6 separate regions of the Mus musculus genome follow, and regions 1, 2, 3, 4 and 5 are each linked to region 6. The links are chromatin contacts, called in public Hi-C and promoter capture Hi-C maps. All regions are on one chromosome and are shown on one strand. Each heading gives the region's core, a stretch centred on a gene start, on an enhancer-like site or on the middle of the called end of the contact. The rest is flanking DNA. Distances are from core to core; before and after follow the strand shown. Region 1 holds the start of Trim65 (tripartite motif-containing 65). Region 2 holds the start of Acox1 (acyl-Coenzyme A oxidase 1, palmitoyl). Region 3 holds the start of Wbp2 (WW domain binding protein 2). Region 4 holds the start of Rnf157 (ring finger protein 157). Region 5 holds the start of Sap30bp (SAP30 binding protein). Region 6 holds the start of Atp5h (ATP synthase, H+ transporting, mitochondrial F0 complex, subunit D).

Evidence for each region. Promoter capture Hi-C pulls out the DNA fragments that hold promoters and counts their contacts. Hi-C and Micro-C count contacts between places; a contact is called where the count stands out from the background.
Region 1: a contact with region 6 is called in a promoter capture Hi-C map of liver, with 3 times the contacts expected there. The contact joins the promoter of Trim65 here to the promoter of Atp5h in region 6. A contact is called at or near these places in 4 of 39 promoter capture datasets (erythroid cells, liver and pre-B cells) and 2 of 115 datasets of contacts at active chromatin or transcription factors (memory CD8 T cells and pancreatic cancer cells).
Region 2: a promoter capture Hi-C map of pre-B cells shows a contact between it and region 6, with 4 times the contacts expected there. The contact joins the promoter of Acox1 here to the promoter of Atp5h in region 6.
Region 3: a promoter capture Hi-C map of pre-B cells shows a contact between it and region 6, with 3 times the contacts expected there. The contact joins the promoter of Wbp2 here to the promoter of Atp5h in region 6. A contact is called at or near these places in 1 of 39 promoter capture datasets (pre-B cells), 1 of 484 Hi-C or Micro-C datasets (pre-B cells) and 2 of 115 datasets of contacts at active chromatin or transcription factors (bone marrow-derived macrophages and memory CD8 T cells).
Region 4: a contact with region 6 is called in a Hi-C map of B cells, with 6 read pairs. The contact joins the promoter of Rnf157 here to the promoter of Atp5h in region 6. A contact is called at or near these places in 1 of 39 promoter capture datasets (pre-B cells) and 1 of 484 Hi-C or Micro-C datasets (B cells).
Region 5: a contact with region 6 is called in a promoter capture Hi-C map of pre-B cells, with 3 times the contacts expected there. The contact joins the promoter of Sap30bp here to the promoter of Atp5h in region 6. A contact is called at or near these places in 6 of 39 promoter capture datasets (cranial neural crest, erythroid cells, frontonasal cranial neural crest and 3 more), 1 of 484 Hi-C or Micro-C datasets (CD4 T cells), 1 of 115 datasets of contacts at active chromatin or transcription factors (pancreatic cancer cells) and 1 of 9 other capture datasets (liver).

The regions. Positions count from the first base shown.
Region 1 is chr11:116,129,747-116,132,870 of GRCm38.p6, reverse strand. It overlaps Trim65 (tripartite motif-containing 65), which reads left to right and starts at 1,743. Exons shown (of 6, transcript NM_178802.4): 1 at 1,743-2,285. The coding sequence starts at 1,866. It overlaps Mrpl38 (mitochondrial ribosomal protein L38), which reads left to right. Exons shown (of 9, transcript NM_024177.3): 7 at 1-128; 8 at 315-451; 9 at 741-1,054. The coding sequence ends at 877.
Region 2 is chr11:116,197,789-116,200,905 of GRCm38.p6, reverse strand. It overlaps Acox1 (acyl-Coenzyme A oxidase 1, palmitoyl), which reads left to right and starts at 1,861. Exons shown (of 14, transcript NM_015729.3): 1 at 1,861-2,310; 2 at 2,525-2,684. The coding sequence starts at 2,202. Ten1 (TEN1 telomerase capping complex subunit) reads right to left here and starts at 2,051. Exons shown (of 4, transcript NM_027107.1): 1 at 1,923-2,051.
Region 3 is chr11:116,085,128-116,088,308 of GRCm38.p6, reverse strand. Wbp2 (WW domain binding protein 2) reads left to right here and starts at 1,314. Exons shown (of 8, transcript NM_016852.3): 1 at 1,314-1,442. The coding sequence starts at 1,384.
Region 4 is chr11:116,411,744-116,414,810 of GRCm38.p6, reverse strand. Rnf157 (ring finger protein 157) reads left to right here and starts at 1,779. Exons shown (of 19, transcript NM_027258.1): 1 at 1,779-2,114. The coding sequence starts at 2,027.
Region 5 is chr11:115,932,036-115,935,156 of GRCm38.p6, reverse strand. Sap30bp (SAP30 binding protein) reads right to left here and starts at 1,498. Exons shown (of 11, transcript NM_020483.3): 1 at 1,376-1,498. The coding sequence starts at 1,481. Recql5 (RecQ protein-like 5) reads left to right here and starts at 1,665. Exons shown (of 19, transcript NM_130454.2): 1 at 1,665-2,368. The coding sequence starts at 2,239.
Region 6 is chr11:115,418,209-115,421,370 of GRCm38.p6, reverse strand. Atp5h (ATP synthase, H+ transporting, mitochondrial F0 complex, subunit D) reads left to right here and starts at 1,452. Exons shown (of 6, transcript NM_027862.1): 1 at 1,452-1,479; 2 at 2,855-2,985. The coding sequence starts at 2,864. It overlaps Kctd2 (potassium channel tetramerisation domain containing 2), which reads right to left and starts at 1,245. Exons shown (of 6, transcript NM_183285.3): 1 at 865-1,245. The coding sequence starts at 1,203.

The sequences.
Region 1 (3,124 bases), core at 494-2,993, 710 kb before region 6:
GGACAGGAGACATGTCCCTACCTCCCTCCTTTCCCTGCTCGAGGCTCTGGCTTCCACCGCTTTGCCTTCTTGCTCTTCAAGCAGGACAAGCCAATCAACTTCTCAGAGGACACCCGTCCCTCACCCTGGTAAGCGACACCCCTGTTTGTCCCCTGAGCCTCAAGCCAGCTCTCTGGGATGGTGGCTCTTGCTCTTTCCTGCTCTTGGTGTAGGTCTTGCGCTTGGCAGCAGTCCCGCGTGCTGGGTGCACTCCAGGGGTTTCCCAGGATTGCCTGCCTGCTCCCTCCCCTCACATGCTGCCCATCTCCTCATAGCTACCAGCTGGCCCAGAGGACCTTCCGCACTTTTGATTTCTACAAGAGACACCAGGAAGCCATGACTCCAGCCGGTCTGGCTTTTTTCCAGTGCCGCTGGGATGACTCTGTCACCCACACCTTCCACCAGCTTCTAGGTAAGGGCTTAGTGGTCAGGCAGGCCTGGGGATAAAGACCTTTCCTGCCATGCCAGGAGATGGCCTTTGAAAGCCAGGGTGAGCCGGGCGGTGGTGGCGCATGCCTTTAATCCCAGCACTCGGGAGGCAGAGGCAGGCGGATTTCTGAGTTCCAGGACAGCCAGGGATACACAGAGAAACCCTGTCTCGAAAAACCCAAAAAAGTCCCTGGCAGAACTCCAGCCTCACAGGCAAGGAAGGAGGCCCAGGTCAGCAGAAGTCCACCACTCTCCCCTTACTTTTCTTGCAGACATGCGGGAACCTGTGTTTGAATTTGTACGGCCACCCCCTTACCACCCCAAACAGAAGCGCTTCCCCCACGAGCAGCCCCTACGCTATCTGGACCGATACAGGGACAGTCATGAGCCCACCTATGGAATCTACTGAGAGACTCAGTACATTCATCTCCGAGGGGGAACTGTCGCAGCAGCTGGAAGGTCACACCTCCGGAGAGAGCCATCTGAAGCCAACTGAGACAGTCCCATGCTGGCCTCTCCCAGGACACCCAGGGGCTTGTGGATGTGCCTCGATTCTATGTGAATAAAATACTTTTTTCCTGATGCCAATATGTCTTCACTTTCGGGCACCCAGACCCTTTTAGTGAAGCTTTAGTGCTCTGTGGGTGAGCAGAAGGTGCCCAGCAGCCCGGTAGCTGGGGGTACACATGAAAAGTGAACCTTTGCCCAGCCTGTGATCTTTGTGAAAGACAGCCCCGGGATCAGAACCTCCTCGAGGAGAAAGTCCTGCCCCTGTCAGACCTAGCAACAGATTGCTTGTTACCTTAGCATATTTCAGCCCCCACCAAGGCCTGGAGCCCCCACTGTGAGGCTAGAGGCCTAGAAACAAATCAGTTCTGCCTACTCCATTAGGAGTGATCTCTGATTCATACTGCCTTTGGGGACCCTGGAACTCCCATCTGCTCTGCTCAGCTGTAGAGGAGATGACAGTAGCCTGTCTTAGGGTTTTACTGCTGTGAACAGACACCATGCCCTGGGCCTTTAATCCCAGCACTCAGGAGGCAGAGACAGACGGATTTCTGAGTTCGAGGCCAGCCTGGTCTACAAAGTGAGTTCCAGGACAGCCAGGGCTACACAGAGAAACCCTGTCTCGAAACCCTCCCACCCACTCCTCCCCCCCAAAAAAGAGTCTAGGGAAGGAACACAAATAGTCAGGGTGGACCGGAGGGAGCCGCGCCCCAGCTCCCAGTGCGTCAGAAGGCGGGCAAGCAAGGGTGACTTGGATCCCTGCCAAGGAACGTTCTAGTGCACCAGGCTGCGCACTGCCGCGACTTCCTGGACTGTCTTCCCCAACGTAGTGCTCGCACTGGTAGCCTCGGCCCCTTTAAGAGATCTGAGCACTGGGCCTCGCTTCCGCCATGGCCGCTCAGTTGCTGGAGGAGGACGTGGTGACTTGCTCCATCTGCTTAGGTCGCTACCGGGACCCGGTGACGCTGCCCTGCGGGCACAGCTTCTGCGGGAACTGCATCCAGGATTCATGGCGTTCCTGCGAAAAGTCGTGTCCGGAATGTCGCCAGCCCTTCCCCGAGGGCGCCAAGCTGTCCCGCAACGTGAAGATGAGCACCTTGCTGCAGGCGCTGCCCGTTCTGCCGGCGCCGCCCGCCGTGACTCCGCGCCGGGACTCCGCCACAAGCCACAGCGCTCGCTGCCTGCGCCACGGGAGGCCGCTCGAGTTCTTCTGTCGCACGGAGGGCCTCTGCGTGTGCAGCGCGTGCACGGTGCACGACTGCAGCCACCACGAGCGGGCGCTGCTGGACGTGGAGCGCCGCGTGCGCGAGGTGCGGGAAGGGCCTCTCCGAGGGCCGAAACTGCTTGTGGCCAGGGCCAGGGGCTGCAGCAGGATCTGCGGGTTCCCATATGAACCCAGAGGGCACGTGCACCTGACTGCTGCACGCAGCTCTCCCCAGGTCCTCTGAATAAAGTAGAGCCAGAGTGTTAGGTCAGGGCTGGCAGCCCCATTCGCTAAGGTGGCCAGCATTCAGTAAGTGTGATTTCTGCCCTTCAGAGACTGAAGGATCTACTCAAGGGTCAGATAGAGTCTCAGCAAAACGTGAATGTAGAGTCAGCAGGGCCAGTCTGCATGGTGGTCGTGACTCTTCCTCTAGGGATGTGCAGTGCCTTTCCAAGCTGAGACAGGGTGATGATGTCATCAGATTTCTGCTTTCTGGAGTCTGAGCCCCAGCTGGGGTGTGGAGGGGGTAAGAGATGAGGGGTAAGAGGAAGGAGGTCTCAGCTGCAAAACAAAAGAAATGAGAAGTGAGTGGGAGCCCGGTGCCCAGTGGAGAGAGTAAGACGCAGGACAAGGGTTTCTTCGGGAGACCGGGCTGCTGTGTGCTGAGGTTGGGTAGAGAGTAGCTGGTTTGGGATATGCAGTGTGTGGGGTACACAGACAGGGGTGGGGGCACAGACATCTACTGAGAGCTGGGAAGAGATGCGGACAGTGAAGTGAAAGAAGTCGCTATGGTATCCCTAGAAGGAGTGGAAATTTGTTGGGCAGGGGATTACATCCTGACAAAGCTGTAGAGATGGCGGCCAGGGCACAAGCAGTTACAGGAGGGAGAGTTCTCCAGGTGCCCCAGGCTGCTGAGAGGTTTTAGTTAAAGGCAAAAGTGACCAC
Region 2 (3,117 bases), core at 612-3,111, 780 kb before region 6:
AACAGGCCAGGTCAAACTTCCAATTGTTGATAAATCTGACCATACCTTTCCCTCTCTGAGATACTGCCAAAGGTTTGCCATGTAGTCTTTTCCCTTTACCTCAGTAAGCAATAGCCTTGGTTTTTATCTCATCAATAACTTGTTAATTGTATTTGGGATCCAAGCTTCTGCTAAGAGGAATAAAATTCACAAGAACCCAACTAAACAAGATATCAGTGCCTAAGTGTCCTTGAAAATATCCTCAGTAACAGAACCTTGCTCAGGTATATGGAGCCAGAGCCAAAGGTACAAGCAACAACAATGATATAGTCTTTATTTAACTTCTCAGAATTTTTCTTCTTTTCCCTTTTAAACTTTTAAATTTTGTGGAGCTGAGGATGTAGCTGAGAGGTCTATCTCCTGCATCAAGAAAAAAAAGTGTGCCGGGCGTGGTGGCGCACACCTTTAATCCCAGCACTCGGGAGGCAGAGGCAGGCAGATTTCTGAGTTCGAGGCCAGCCTGGTCTACAAAGTGAGTTCCAGGACAGCCAGGGCTATACAGAGAAACCCTGTCTCGAAAAACAAACAAAACAAACAAACAAACAAACAAACAAAAAAGAAAAGAAAAGAAAAAAGAAAAGAAAGTGCATTAAAATATTGAATTTTGGGGGCTCCATTAACTTTGCATTCAGGCTAAAGCCTTCATTCGTTTAACCCATTCTCAGCACCGTTACTGTAAAAGGGTCTTACATATGTTGTTACAAGGGCAAGTTAGAGAGGTAATGAAGAAATGTAGTTCTTTTTTTTTTTTTTTTTTTTTTTTCGAGACAGGGTTTCTCTGTGTAGCCCTGGCTGTCCTGGAACTCACTTTGTAGACCAGGCTGGCCTCGAACTCAGAAATCCACCTGCCTCTGCCTCCCCAGTGCTGGGATTAAAGGCGTGCGCCACTACCGGCGTAGTTCTTTTTGGTGGCATGAAATCAAATGAAGAAAGAGTGCATTTTACTTAGCACTTAAAGGCTTTTTGAAACAAGGCATTACACAGCCCAGGCTGCCTTCAGTCCGATTCTATATAGCTGATAATGATCTTGGACTTCGTGATCCTCAGACCTCCACTTGAAGTTGCAAGCCTGTGTGTGCCACGGTGCCCAGTTTATGCTGTGCTTTGAGATTATATTTTGGCTTTAGTGCATGCTCGACATCTCCAGCCTACTACTTAGCAATTTTTAAGGAAGAATTAAAAAACAAACTGGTGAAAACTGGCTGTCTTTGAGGCTCAGGAACTCTTTGTTATAAATCCTACGCTAGAACTTCTTAGGCGTAGGTACATCTTCGATGACGATAATGATATGGCAAAGTAAAGTCTAGATTTCAAAATTTCTAGGACCTGCCCTGCCGGTTTAGGTGGGAAAAGACTTGGGCTATAAAATGTAGAGAAACTGGACCTGTTCCCTCTCGCTTTAAATCCAGGCCCAGTGCATAAACCCGGAAGCTCCGCAGGACCAGGTCCTTGCATCCCAAGTCTCTAACGTCAGTCAAGTCGGCAATATTTTTAGCCAACGACAATGAACCGTCTCCCGAACGTAACCTTTGTCCTGTTACCCTTTCGCTCCAATTTGTTTGGGTTCCAGTAAAATCAACAGCTTTCCTCTATTAGCCTCCTCACCCCGCCCGAGACCCTTGACACCCATTCCCTTCTGGTTTCCGGGGACACTGTGGTGAGAGGACCCCCCCCCCACACACACACACACCCACCGCCCTAGCCTGAAAGGAGGTGAGTCCCACAGCGCAGGCGCAATCCCGCCCCTCAAGGCCCTGGCCAATCGGTTGCGCGCGTCTCCAGGGCTCTTTTCCTCCCGGAAAGATCACGTGAACCTGGAGACGTGAGGTCCGGGAAGAGCCCCACTCCCTTTCCAGTGCCACTGCGGTCCCTTGACCTTTTACCTTGCTTTCCTTGGCGAGGAGCCGCTCGGGGACCTCCCCTGGCCCGCAGCAGGGGATTCGTCCGTCCGGCGGGCGGTACCAGCGTCGGGGATTGCAGCCGGTCACGTGAGGAGTGGCGGCGGGGACGGGGCGGGGACGGCTCGAGGGGGCGGGGCCGAGGGCTGTCTCGCTCCGCTCATAGGGCCTGGTCGGCGCCTGAGCTGCGGAGACAGGTTGTCATCGCTTTGGTGCCTGTCACTTCTGTCGCCACCTCCTCTGCCCCCAGCACTGGTCTCCGTCATGAATCCCGATCTGCGCAAGGAGCGGGCCGCCGCCACCTTCAATCCAGAGTTAATCACGCACATCTTGGATGGTAGTCCGGAGAACACCCGGCGCCGTCGAGAAATCGGTGAGCCTGGAGGGCCGGGCCTCTTATACCGAACCAGGCGAAAGACCCCCGTGAATGAGGATTTGGGGCCTCTGGAGTTGAGGGGAAGCGGGGACCCCTACTTCGATGGGCGTCCGGTGTCAGGATTAGGAGGGGAACGTCCTCTGTTCTAATCTGATGGGAGTCAGGGAGGGTGAGTACCTGTTTCTCTTGATGTCATTTAACCCTCTTTCAGAGAACTTGATTCTGAACGATCCAGACTTCCAACATGAGGACTATAACTTCCTCACTCGAAGCCAGCGTTACGAGGTGGCTGTTAAGAAGAGTGCCACCATGGTGAAGAAGATGAGGGAATTTGGCATCGCAGACCCTGAAGAAATCATGTGGTTTAAAAAGTAGGTGTATCTTAGCACATTAGTGTATGCCCAAACTACAGCTGCAGTCTGGGGAGGTCTTCTTACCGCGCATGTCGTTTAAAGGCTTAAATTGAATACTTCATGATTCAATTTTATGTGTGAAAAATAATATTACTTTTGCATCTAGATCTTTTAGTAGGATAGCATAGCATAGTTGTAAAAATGCTAATAATGAACGGTTGTGCCCAAAATTGTTTTTTTTTTTAATTTTAACAAACTTTAAGGGATGGTGAGGTGGCTACCTGGCCTAATCATCTAATTTCAATTTGTAGAAAGAGAGTCACCTCCCTTAGATTGTCCTCTGACCATTTGCTAGAGGTGGCTGTTGTACCCCCACACACAATAAGATGAAACTTTAATTTATAAAGTTCTTTTGAACTGGGCCACGGTGACCCATGCCTTTAATCTCAGC
Region 3 (3,181 bases), core at 65-2,564, 670 kb before region 6:
TGCTTTTCGTGATGTGCATGAATACTGGACTCAACTGATCATCATAACTTTGTAAACCCAGGCTCGGTGGTACACACCTGTAATCTCAGGACTCTTTCTCAAAAACCAAACAAACAAAAATCTGTAGCCATTTGACTTTTATTAGTGTGCACCTAGAAAAACAAACAAACAAACAAACAAACAAACAAACAGACAAACAACCCCAAAGCGAACAGAAGGGTCTCTTGCACTGTGAGTTAATAATGTACCTGCCATTTCCCAGAACTGTTTTACTCTGCAGCTGAGGCTGGTCTGGAAATCATTATGCAGCCCAAACTGGCCTCAAATCTGTGGCAATGTTCCAGGATGTAGGGCACCATGCTGTCTGCTTCAAACCAAACACTGGTGTCTTAAGGTTAAGGGTAGGTACGCTAAGATGCCACCCAGAAACTGAAGAGTTCTCCCAACCCTCGACAGCCCTGCGAAAGATACAACTCAGAGGTGGAGTTTAGATTCACTACAGCGCAGTGGGGAGACACCCACTAGCAGAAACGAGTCAGTGGTATTTTCAAAGTCCTACCTGGCGGTTGGTCATGTGCTTTGTCAGTCCACTCAATTATTCTAGGTCCTGTTTAAACCCTGCTGTTTAACTTCTGCAGCGGGATCCGCTAGATCAGAGCAGGAAGCAGCGCCATCGCGAGGCGGCAGGCGGCAGGTGCTGGGCGGGGAAGAGGGTGGGGAGCGGACCGCTCAGTCCCCAGAAGTTCACAGTCCGACTCTGGGTCCGGGATCTGGATCTGGGTCGATTAAAGTGGCGTATTTTATTTTTTTCGGGCTTTGCCAGTCCACTGTAGAAGGGACTGCATCTCGCACTGCTCTGTAAGTTTGCAATGAATACCCAAATGTAAGCGCGAACTACTCATGACAGTTGCGGAAATGAAGACGGCTGGTTACGTAATGTTTAAATGTACCATACACCAGATCATCAAATTTAAGTTACATTTCTTCGATTGAGTTTGCTTAACATGAGGAAGCTAGGATGAGAGAGGCGTACAAATGTTTAAGTAGTCTTGTAAATATAATCTCTAGCCTGGCCTATAATATAAAAAAAGACTACAAATTCCAGAATGCACTCGTCACTAAACGCAGGGCGAGGCCGCGGTTGCCGGACCACTGCCTGCTGGGAATTGTAGTTGGCTGCTTGTTTGTGATGCAGGTGCAACTTGGGGGAGGGAGAGCGGGAGTAAACTCTCCCCACGTGACAGTCCAGATCAGGTGGTTGGTCAGCCTGCGCGCAGGAACTATGATTGGCTGACTGTAATACGAACGACGCCACTAGAGGCGGGCCAAAGACCAGCGCAAGCGCAGAGCGTTGCGAGTCTCGGGACCCCAGTGGGAGAGACTATGGCGCTCAACAAGAATCACTCAGAGGGCGGCGGAGTGATCGTCAACAACACTGAGAGGTGAAAACACGGCGGAAGGATCCTGGAGACTTGAAGGGCGGGTGTCGGCCACTGTGTGTGGTGGGCGGTGGGATATGGTGGAGAAGGAAATTGATGGAGCGCTGTGGGGGGGGGGGCGTGGGGGGGGAGGAAAGAGGGAGAAAGGGGTGGTAACGGCCGGAGGCGGGGCTGGAGGGAGTGGGTGGGTCGTTGGGGAGGGCCGGAGTGCTGATCAGCTGGGGTGATGGGTGGGGGTGGGGCCAGAGAATGGTGTCAGGGTTTGTTTGGGAAGCCGAGTGAGGCCCACGGGTGATTTCTTGAACCCCTTCCCAAACGAAGTCTTAAAACATAGTTGCTATTTATTAGGCGTTCACTACGTCTTTACTATGCTGCGTCAGCTCTACCTTAGGTAATACATAATCCTGTGCCGCAGAAACTATTAGACACATTTTACAGGTAGGGCAAGTGACGCCTAATGAGGTTAAAATAACTTAGACCATTGTGCTGTGAGTAACAGAAGGGGAATTGAAGGAAGGTAACTTGGCCCCAAAGTCAATAGGCTTAACTACTCCTGTACAGTTTTCTCGTATATTCCAGAACTTCTCAAGTTCCAAAAGAAAGGCTGAGGCCCTAGAGGTGGTGGAACTAAATGTCTGTCAACTACTTAACCCGGTGACCCTTATAAAGGCTTGTCTCTTGCCTGGTTCTCTTGAATTCTTAATGGCTTGTGTCAGTTCCCCGAACAAAGGTCTCCCAACTTTAAGATTCTTTTTTTCTCTCCCCTCCTTGAACTGCTGGGCTTCTCTGTTCCTCTTGTTTCTTGTTCCTTGGAATTCTGACTCTCCTGACTTGCACTATCCGGGCTTGGATTAACTTGAGAGCCAAGAGAGACATGATGGAGGTCAGAGCCCACACCCAGTGTAGACAGGCACCCATCTTGGGACTTGTCACCTGGGAAGCTGACTCAGAGGAGAAGGTGGCAGTGACAAGGCCAGGTTCTGCTGACCTCGTGTGCGTAGGTCTTGGGAAGGGGCTGGCCAGCACATGTGCCTGGTGACCACTTCTTTAACCTGAGCTGCCCCTCTTTTATTGCACCAAGAAAGGATATTTGGGACAGGAGGAGACAGCTGAATGGAACCATACGAACTCAAACCTTTTTATCTTGTAATCTGAGAAACCTTACATTGTTTTCTGGTATACTTTGTCCAGTTCTTTGGCTGAGCCAAGTACTCTGATGCCATCTAATGACTGTCCCCACTTCTACCAGTCTCTCTGGTTTTTGAGGTATGGTTTCATTCCTGTAGCCCAGGTTGGCCTTGAATTTGAGGCAGTCCTCCTACCTCAGGCTTTTAAGTGCAAGGAATTCACCAGGGCTCTTTAGTTTCATTATTTGGGAGTGATTCCTTTTTGTTTGTTTTTCCAAGACAGTGTTTTTTGTGTAATAGAGCCCTGGCTGTCCAGGACTCACTAGGTAGTCCAGGCTGGCCTTGAACTTACAGAGATTCACCTACCTCTGCCTCCTGAGTGCTGGGGTTAAAGGCATGTGCTACCATACTGGGAATTTTTTGTCTCTTAAACTGAGTCTTACCTAGGTGGTATCTACCCTCCTGGGCCTCAGCACCTGGTTCATAGCTCATTGCTACCAGTAGGGTTCTAAGGAATAACTTGAGCCACACTTCTGAAACAAATGTGTCAGCAATAATTGAAGTTTAAGTATGATGCTCAAACTTTGGAATTTAAACTTGTAAACATTAATCTTT
Region 4 (3,067 bases), core at 530-3,029, 990 kb before region 6:
CCAGCTTTCTCCACTTCCCAAAGGCTGGAGCCACACGCAGTCACCTGGCACCTGTGAGGAAGGATCTGTGTGTAGAGAAAGGAAAATAGAGGGAGGCTACAGCTCTCCCCTAAGATACCTCTGGAAGCCTAATGGTTAGGGCTGGGGGGCTGCAGGGAGAGCTCCAAATTCAGGTGAGCCCTGTGACCTGGATGAGGGTGTCTGGAGCAGGGACTTGGCCTCCCTCATTATCACCCGATGTGCATGATAGGAGTGGGTGCCTGGCTTCCAGGGGACCTTGGGGGAAAACCAAGGCAATTTTTCATAAGTAACTTTAACACAGAGTCAGTTAAATTCAGGTGAATGAAAATGCAAAATACTCTTGGGAGGCAGAGGCAGGAGACTCAGAAATTCAAGGCCACATTGGTTACAAGAAGTTCTGGGTCAACGAGAGCTACATGAGATCTGGTCTCAAGGTGGAGGGGGAGCCGAGGAACTGAGATATATCCCTAGAATCCACACAGTTGAAGAGAAAACACTTCTGCAAGTTGTCCTTTGACCTCTAAAATCACCTGGCGATACAGGAGAGGAACCCCCCCCTGCCAACACACAAATAAAATGTTAACATCAACAACAAAACTTAAACCACACCAACCCCTGCAAACCACACACACACACACACACACACACACACACACACACACGGGGGGGGGCGGGGGGGTGAGAGAAGAGAAGAGAAGAGAAGAGAAGAGAAGAGAAGAGAAGAGAAGAGATCAGGAGACAGACAGATCTACAAAACAGTTTTACAAACCTAAAGAAGGGAATCAGTCACCCCAAACTACTGTGTATGTTGTTGAAAGTTGACGTCATGCTGAAACAGTTCGGAACCTTGATCAGTCTCCCCCCAGAGAAACAAAAACAAAACAAAAAAATCCCCAAAACCTCATCATACCCACAAATACATAAATGTCTGTAATTAACTGAGCAATGACGTCTTCTGCCTGCCCACTGTGTGTGTGTGTGTGTGTGTGTGTGTGTGTGTGTGTGTGTGTAGGGAAGTCCTAGATCTGCCCTATCAAATTCCCTTTTTGATTCGAGGACTGTTCACTGATAGGCCACACAAGGCTCTTTCCAGTGTCTCCAGAGAACAGTTCACAAGGGACAGGCTCAGAGTGACTATCTTGAGTTAATGCCTACCAATCCAAACCCTAAAGGCTACCCGAGCTGTCCCAGGAAGGAGGTTACAAACAGCATTTACGGAGGGATGGCCACATCTTAGCTGACCATCCCAACATCCCCTATGCAGTCTTGGTGACATTTGGGATGTGAGGTTGGCAGAGCACTTGGGGTTCAGGCGGTAGGGGCATGAGGGATGTGGATGCTCGCCCCTGGGCTATGACCTCGACAGACGCGGAGGAGGCGGGGCTCTGGCTGCCAGGGCGGGGCGGCTCGCTGTGGGATTCAGGGACAAAGACGCGCGAGCTCGAGGCAGGCCTCCCCGGTGCCACGGGGGAGGCGCACCCGGAGCAATAATCCCACCGGGACACCGCTCGGGTGCGGCGGGGACCATGCTTCTTCCACCCGCCGTGGCCGAGCAGCTCCGGGAGACTCAGACCCTTGCCCGTCGCTGCCGCCGAGCCCCAGGCCGCATCCGCGCCGCAACCTCCGCGCGAAGCACGCGCCGCGGGCGCCCACCGCAGCTCGTTTCCTATTGGCTGGCCGGCCCGCGGGCGCTCCCGCCCCGCCGTCCCATTGGCTGAGGCCGCCGCGGTCCCCCCGCGCGCTAGCCGCCGCTGACATCACGCGGTCTGAGGCGGCGGCGGCGCCCCCGGGCTCAGCCCCGCAGCCCCCTCAGGCAGAGGCGCCGCCGCGGTGCCCGGCGGAGGATGGTGCGCGCCGTGCGGGCCGCTCCCCGCAGCCTCAGCCGCAGCAGCGCCTCAGCCGAGCGGGCCGCGGCGGGCAGCCGACCCCCGCACCGGGCGTGCGGCCGGCCGGCGCGCTGAGGCTCGGACGCCGGAGCCCGGGCGACGCCGCGATCGCAGCGGCCATGGGGGCCCTGACGAGCCGGCAGCACGCGGGCGTGGAGGAGGTGGACATCCCGTCCAATTCCGTGTACCGCTACCCGCCCAAGTCCGGTGAGGGCCGGGCGCGCGCCACGGGCCGGGCGGAGGGGAGGCCGCGCGTCGGATGCTGCGGGCGGGCAACGCGGTGGCCCGGGCGGCCCCGAGTCGGCCGCGGAGCGGGGGAGGTCTTCGGGATGCAGGGCGGGGGGCGCTCCCCATCCCGGGCCTCGGCGACGCCACGCGGAGGACTGCAGGTGCCTGCAGGGTCACCGAGGTCACCGCTCGCGTCCTCCGTGGTAATCTGCTCTGCGACAGGGACGCGCGCCGCCGGGGATGCGGCGTTGCAGCGGCTGCGGGTTGGAGAGGCATCCCTGACAGGCACCTGTGCCAGGTGTTGTCCCCGGGCTGTCGCATCCATGTCCCTTGGGACAGCTAGAAGTGCGTTTCTGCGAGCGTGAGGAGTAGTGCGGGAGGACGAACTTGCTTAAGCAGTTCTTCGCTTTTCTGGAGACTATCAGGGCGGGGATTGGGGGAGAAACTAAGTTAACAGAGATGTGTAGGAATCTGACAAGAGTCACTTGGATTGCCCCTTTCCTAGTTTCTGTCAAGGAGATGGCTGGAGACAGAGCAAAAGTGTTTTCTGTCGTACACTGTCACTTGAAACAGTCAATGCCTCCATCAGCATCAGCATTGCAGGAGAGTTTTGACAGCAGATGAGAAAGTAGTCCACTTGAGTGAGGACTGCTGTTCAAGCTGCTGGCGAGTGACCCAGCTACATGTCCTTTATCATCACCTTTATCTAAAAAAAATTTTTTTTTGCTTGCTGATCTCAAGACCCCCGGGACTCGTGTCTACCACCTTCCCTCTGGCTTGAGGACCTGGTGTGGATTTTGATGCGGGAGTAGTGAGTGAGGTGTCAGAATTGGACAGGGTCCCATTCTCTCTTGGTAGAATAAAGACATGCTAATGAGTCGAGCTGATTTCTCAGCAGTACATCCAGTTTCTGCCAGGTGGAAGCTGGGACC
Region 5 (3,121 bases), core at 249-2,748, 510 kb before region 6:
GAATTTAGCTCAGTGGTAGAGCTCTGGGTTCTGTCCTCAGCCTGGAGGTTGGGGGGGAGGAAGAAAAAAAAAGGAAAGAAAGAAAAAGAAAAGACCAGGGGTTGTGCCAGGAATGGCGGTGCACACCTTTGAACCGAGCACTTGGGAGGCAGAGGCAGGAGGATCTCTGAGTTCTAGATCAGCCTGAGTTCCAGGACAGTCAGGACTAGAGGGAGATCCTGTCTCAAAACAAACAAAAACAGGGGTATTGGAAGATGACTCTTATACGAGTGCATAATGTACAGGGTTTGGTGTCCCATGCTTTTAATTCAAGCTCTCTGGAGACAGGGCCAGGCAGATCTCTGTAAGTTTGACAGTTCAGTTTCCAGTACCCACATCAGGCAGCTCACAAATGCCAGTTTCAGAAGAGCTGATGCCTCTCTCTGTCCACCATGGGCAGAACTCACATGCAAGGCCCACTCCATATGTACAGATGTATATGAAAAGAAAATCAAGCATTAAATTCATGTTCTAATATTTTCAGGACAGGCTGGGGAAGTAACAAAGTAGTGGGATGCTTTCCTAAGAGTGTAAGGCCCTGGGTTTGGTTCCCAGCAGTTCCAAAGGTTGGGGAACTATTACATGCTGTTGGCCTATTAGGGCAGTTAAAGTCTTCTCCTCTTTGAACCAGCCCAACAGGTCGTTTAAACTCCTGTTTTGACATACCACACACATCTCTATCTTGTTTCATGTGCAACCTCAAAAACGCCTTCTATGCACAAGACTGTCTTCCTCATTGTTTTGCCCCTACTTTGCAGATAAGAAGACCCAAAGCTCTGGTATATCAGGTAATTTGCTTCCTTCAAGAAATCTGTTCCCTCTATGCTTCGCAGTCTGAGGGCAACCGATAGGCTTTTAAAACTCACCAAACAACAGAATCACCCTACCGCCTTAAAAGGCTTGTCTAGCATATTCTATGAAAAAGCCCAGAATTATGCACTTAGGAGAGATGCATTTTTAAAAACTCTAGGGCAGACTTAGAAACGATTCCTTAAAAGTTACCAACTTAACGAAACACAAGTTTTACTATCCTCCAGGTACATTTCACTCCTCTCTTCCCCATCAAACAACGAGACAGTGATGTCTCGACAGATGCGTACCCCCCTTGGTCCACCCTCTGGCCAGCATGACGCCTTGCGTAGAGGATCGCAGAAAGAGAGATCACTCGTACTGTAGTAGAGGTTCTAATGCTCTGTCTGACCTAGGACATCCACTGCGCTTTGGGGTTCCAAGACCCGATACCTGGAGCACAAAGAGCATCTTCTCCCCATGCCCCGCTAGAGAGGTAGCATTTGGTAACCATAACAGACCCTCCCCTTTCCAGCTCAAGTCTCACCAGTCGCTCCGCCTACAGCGTCGACTCCAGTTTCGCCATCAGATTCAGGGTCTGAATATTCCGCATAAATTGCAAGAGACGACAAAACATTTTTCTTCCCCGCCATCTTACTCCCACAGCGCGGTGTGGCTCAGGCCTATGACTCATAAGCCAATTTAGGGGCGAGAAAACCAACTTCTTCCGGATCCCAGGAGACTCCGCGCCCGAATGACAACCAATCAAAAGGGCTGTGTCTGGGCATGGCTCCGCCCCCATGCTCAGCTCTTGGAAACGTCATCAGCACGGGACGGAAGTAAGGTCTTGCGGCTTCTACTTCGCTGACTTCTCGGGCGGTTTGGCTTCTGAGTTCGAGTTAGGGAGTAGTGTTCTTTGGAAAGCTGCAGAGCCAACCGAAAAGAGCCTGGGGTCTGACATCTTGGAGAGCATTTGTCTGGCAAAGGGCGAGAGCTGTTGACTTGGGGGCTCAGAGGAGGAACGGGGGGTCGGCGTCCTTGATGAATGGTATCTATGGCTTCGCTTCTAGAACAAGGACCCTAGAAAAAGGATTCCAAGTTCTCTGGTCGACTTTGAAGACGTTTGTGGGCTTTGTTGTGGTCCGATTTGTAGCTCTGTCCACCTGACCTGGAAAGTTCATTGTTTTTATTTTTATTAAAGGGAGAAGTAATGTTAATCCCTCAGGAATGTATTGCGTGAAGCAATTCAGCCTTCACTTTTACTGCTGGGGAATGAGATATTTAAGTGTAACATAGCAGCTTACTCGGCAGGAGAAACATAGGCTATATTTTAACGTGGAGCAGAGGGTTTTTTCGGGATTGCCTTTGCCCACCTTTGCGTTAACCTTTTGGCTGCTGCTTTTTGCAAAGATGAGCGCCCGTCCTTTCTCCACTCCCTTCGACCGGGAGCGGCGAGTCCGGAGCACCCTGAAGAAAGTCTTTGGGTTTGATTCTTTTAAAACACCTTTACAAGAGAGTGCGACCATGGCTGTAGTGAAAGGTAACATACCAAGCTACCTGTTTTGCAGACTGCTGGCGGTACCGTAGTAGCTCTGTGGCACAACACCCTCTTAACTTCCTACCTCCTCACCCTTTGGAAATCTTTGAAAACCACTGGTTTGGAATTCTTTCGTGACCAAAGCTAGTGGGTATTTGCTGGGAATCTATTTGTTTATTGATGGTCTATGTAGCCCTGGCCGGCCTGGAATTCTCTATATACATCAAGTTGGCCTCAAATTTGAGCCGGTCCTTCTGCCTCTGGATTATTAAGTACTGGTATTACAGGTGTGGGCTATCATAACCTACAAATTTTGGACAGAACCACTCACACTTCTGGTTTTTTCATAGCCAGACTGACAGTCTGTCTTTGACTTCTGTTCCTAGATTCCCATTCTTGTCCCTGTGCAAGTAGTAGCAAAAGTGGCAGTAGTGCTTAATCTTGTCAGTGACCTAGGTAATCATTTCCTTGAAGAGCGAGTAGCTTGAGTTCCAGGTAGAAAAGGAGAGACTAATAACACTGTAAGCTGGAGATAGCTTGTCCAGATGGGAGCAGCAGTGCCACCAACAGACTTATTAACAGAGGACTGAATGATTAGCCTTGCATATCTACCCCGGTGTAACCAGTACTCTGCTTCCCTGGATGTGTCTAATCCAAATAGTCATATCCTAGTGGCTCAAGACTACTCAAGCCTTGTTTTGATTTGTTTTTTTAAAAACAGGTTCTCACCATGCAGCTTTGGCTTCTTAGATAGCT
Region 6 (3,162 bases), core at 203-2,702:
CTATAAACAGGAGTTCTGGAATCTCTTAAGGTTCCCATCAATTTGGTATCAGAGAACAGATGAAACTGATTAAGGGTTTATGCAAGTCTACTAACCATGGGAGTGCTTTATGGTATGGATGCGTTTGAGAGTCAAAGGTCAACCTGCAAAAGTTACAGTTCAAACTGGAAATGAATGACGTCTTGCCACTGCTCAACCCTGTGTTTGACGCTACACATTCTCTGGGTCCTAACCTATCAGCCCATCTTTCCAAGGAGTGCATTTACTTTCAAAAATGTACCGAAACGGTGACTGTTACGGCACAAAAGGTCTGGGACCAGGATTTTATCACCACCACAGGATGTATCACAAGCACTTCCTGCAGCCTTCAGTAGTGGACGCTATCATTAAACCCCGAGTTTAATACCACTTTACACAGGGATGGAACAGGACCTGAGTCCTCCGAAAGTGACCAAGATGTGGTCATTCACCCTGACCCAGTTCTGAATGCATTTGGCACCAGCAGCAGGGGGCCGCCCGGGAGCCAAAGAAAAACTCATGCAGATCTGAGAAGGGGTGGTCCCCAGGAGGGGCAGGGAATGTGACAGGAGCACGAAGGGGGCTCCCGTGGGTGCAGGTAGACAACTCCACGCAGGAGCAGCTGAGAAAAGAGCGGGGTGCGAAGGGAAACCGGAGTGTGCCTGAAGATGGGGCAGAACTGGGACGGGAGATCATTCTGAGGTGGCCAGTGCTAACTCGGGGGGAAGAGAGTGGACTCAAGTCCGGGTTTGCAGGACCCGCTGGAGGGAAACGCGTCCCAGAGATCGGAGCACCAGCCTGGAATGGGTCCCAACACCCGGGGGCGCGCCCGAGGGCGGGGCGCACCTTGTCGGAGTCCAGCTCCGGGTCCTCCTGGCAGCACAGGCGGCAGAGGAAGGACTTGGGCTCCCGGCCTAGGGTCTGTCTGGTGGTCACGAAGTAGGTACCGCCCACGTTGAGCCGGACCCAGCGGGCGGCCCCGCCGCCTCCCGTCCGCTCCGGAGGTCCGGGCCCGGGCTCCAGCGGCTGCGCGGCGGCGGCGGGCTGGCGGCCGTGTCCGCGGGGTGTCGGGCCCGCAGGGCGAGGGCTGGGGGGTCCGCGGCCCGAGCCGCCGCCGTCGCCCATCGCACTGCTGCCACCCCCTCCCAGCCCCGCCACTGCCGGGTCCAGCTGCAGCTCCGCCATCTTGGGCCGCCGCTGCCCGCGCGCCGCCGGGCCGGCCGACTCCTCGGCGGGGAGAGCCGGGCCGGCCCATCGGCGGGCGTGGGGCAGGGGGAAAAGGGACCCCGACGGCGCAGGCGCCGCGCCCGCCTTCCAGGACGGGACTCCATGCTCATTGGCTGAAGTGTGACATGAGACCCGCCTATTGCTCGTTCGGATTGGCCAAGGAGAGAACTTCCGGCAACTCTCTTCCGTTCCTTGCTTGCTGGAGAGAGAGCACTCCGCCGGGGGTCGGTGAAGGTGAGTGGGGTCTGAGGTGTTGGGTCGAATCTCCACGGACTCTTTTGTATTGTATTCCAGACCTCGCTTCCACACTTGTTCCAGCTCCACGGAGGACATCGGGCCTTCGAGCTGCCCCGCTAGCAGAGCGCCCGAGGTCACTGCTTTGCCCTGCTCGCTTTCCCGCGGGGCGAGCCTGGGGCCTGGCAGTGACTTAGCCAATCACCGTGAATTTAGATGTTGCCACAGACTTTTGTCTCACACTGTGTGGCGATCTCAGGAGTGGAGTTTAGGGGTCGGGAAAGCATCACAGAGTTAGGGTGGTAACTTTCAGAGAGGACAAGACACCTAGCAGACTTCAACTCTACGTCCTTCCCTTCGAATGGAGGATTCCTATTCCTCATGAGGTTTACCGATTGATCTAATTAACTATTGGTCATTCTCTATGCTTATGACCTGTGTATGAGAGCAGGCTGGCCAATTTGTCTGAGAAACAACCAGCGCTAGAGATGAATCAGATAACAAAAAGTCTGTAACTCCTGCTTTCTCCAGTGCACTTCGTTCTCTGGCATCCTTAGTTCACTTGACAACTGTCTTAGTCTCTGTCTCTGTCTCTTAGAGACGTAAGCTGTACTGAGGAAGGAAGGAAGGAAGGAAGGAAGGAAGGAAGGAAGGAAGGAAGGAGAGAGACCGGCATTTGACAACTTTGATCGATAGGAAGGTATCCCCCACTCAGAGCTTGTGTAGATGGTTTCCACTTTTCGGTTGGCTCTCTTCATAGTTATTTTCTGTATCTCGTCTTGTTTTGGTCTCAAGACCGCTTCAGTCACTTTCTTTTCACAGTATCATTTGTGTAAAAATGCCTCTGAAAGTGCACAGTATGTGTGCTGTGGACAGGATGACCTGGGCAGGACAGTTCGAGTGAATGGCCGGGGTTGTGGTGGAGAGTCAGTGGCCAAAACACAGTAGCTTAGTTAGCCTTTGGGCAGCTTATGACTTCCTTTAGAAGTGTCTGCAAAGAATAGAAATGAGTTGGGATAGAGGAAGGGCAGCCTGGTAGGAGAGAACATGTTTATATTCTGGGTTGTAGAGCTTTATTTTGATGTATTGAGACAAGCTCCCACATCTCTCATGTGACCTTGAACTTTGATTCTCTGCCTCTACCTCAGTGTTTCTGGTGCTGGAGAGGGAACCCAGGACTCTGTCCATGCCAGGCAAGCATTCTAGCAACTAGCTACATCCCTAGCCCTCTTTCCTGGTTTAAATCCGAATTCTTTCATCTGTTGCATATATATACCCATCAAATGCTTGAGCTGATCCGTCTCTTAACGACTTGTATTTCTCTGGAATGGTCTCCTTCAGGGGTTCTCTCCAAAGGCGCTGTTTTGTTTTCTAGTATCCCAAGATGGCTGGGCGTAAACTTGCTCTAAAAACCATTGATTGGGTATCTTTTGTGGAGGTCATGCCCCAAAACCAGAAGGCAATTGGAAATGCCCTGAAGTCCTGGAATGAGACCTTCCACGCCAGGTCAGTATGCTGTAAGAGGGAGCCCCCATCCTTGATGCTGAACCTGGAAGCAATGTTTTGACATTTATCACATCCACTTAGTATTTAGTAAGTATATGAGTTCGAATCTGCTGCTGTGTGTGCCATATCAAAAGGAAAACTTGTGGGGTTGGCTCTCTGCCTTCAACTATGTGATGA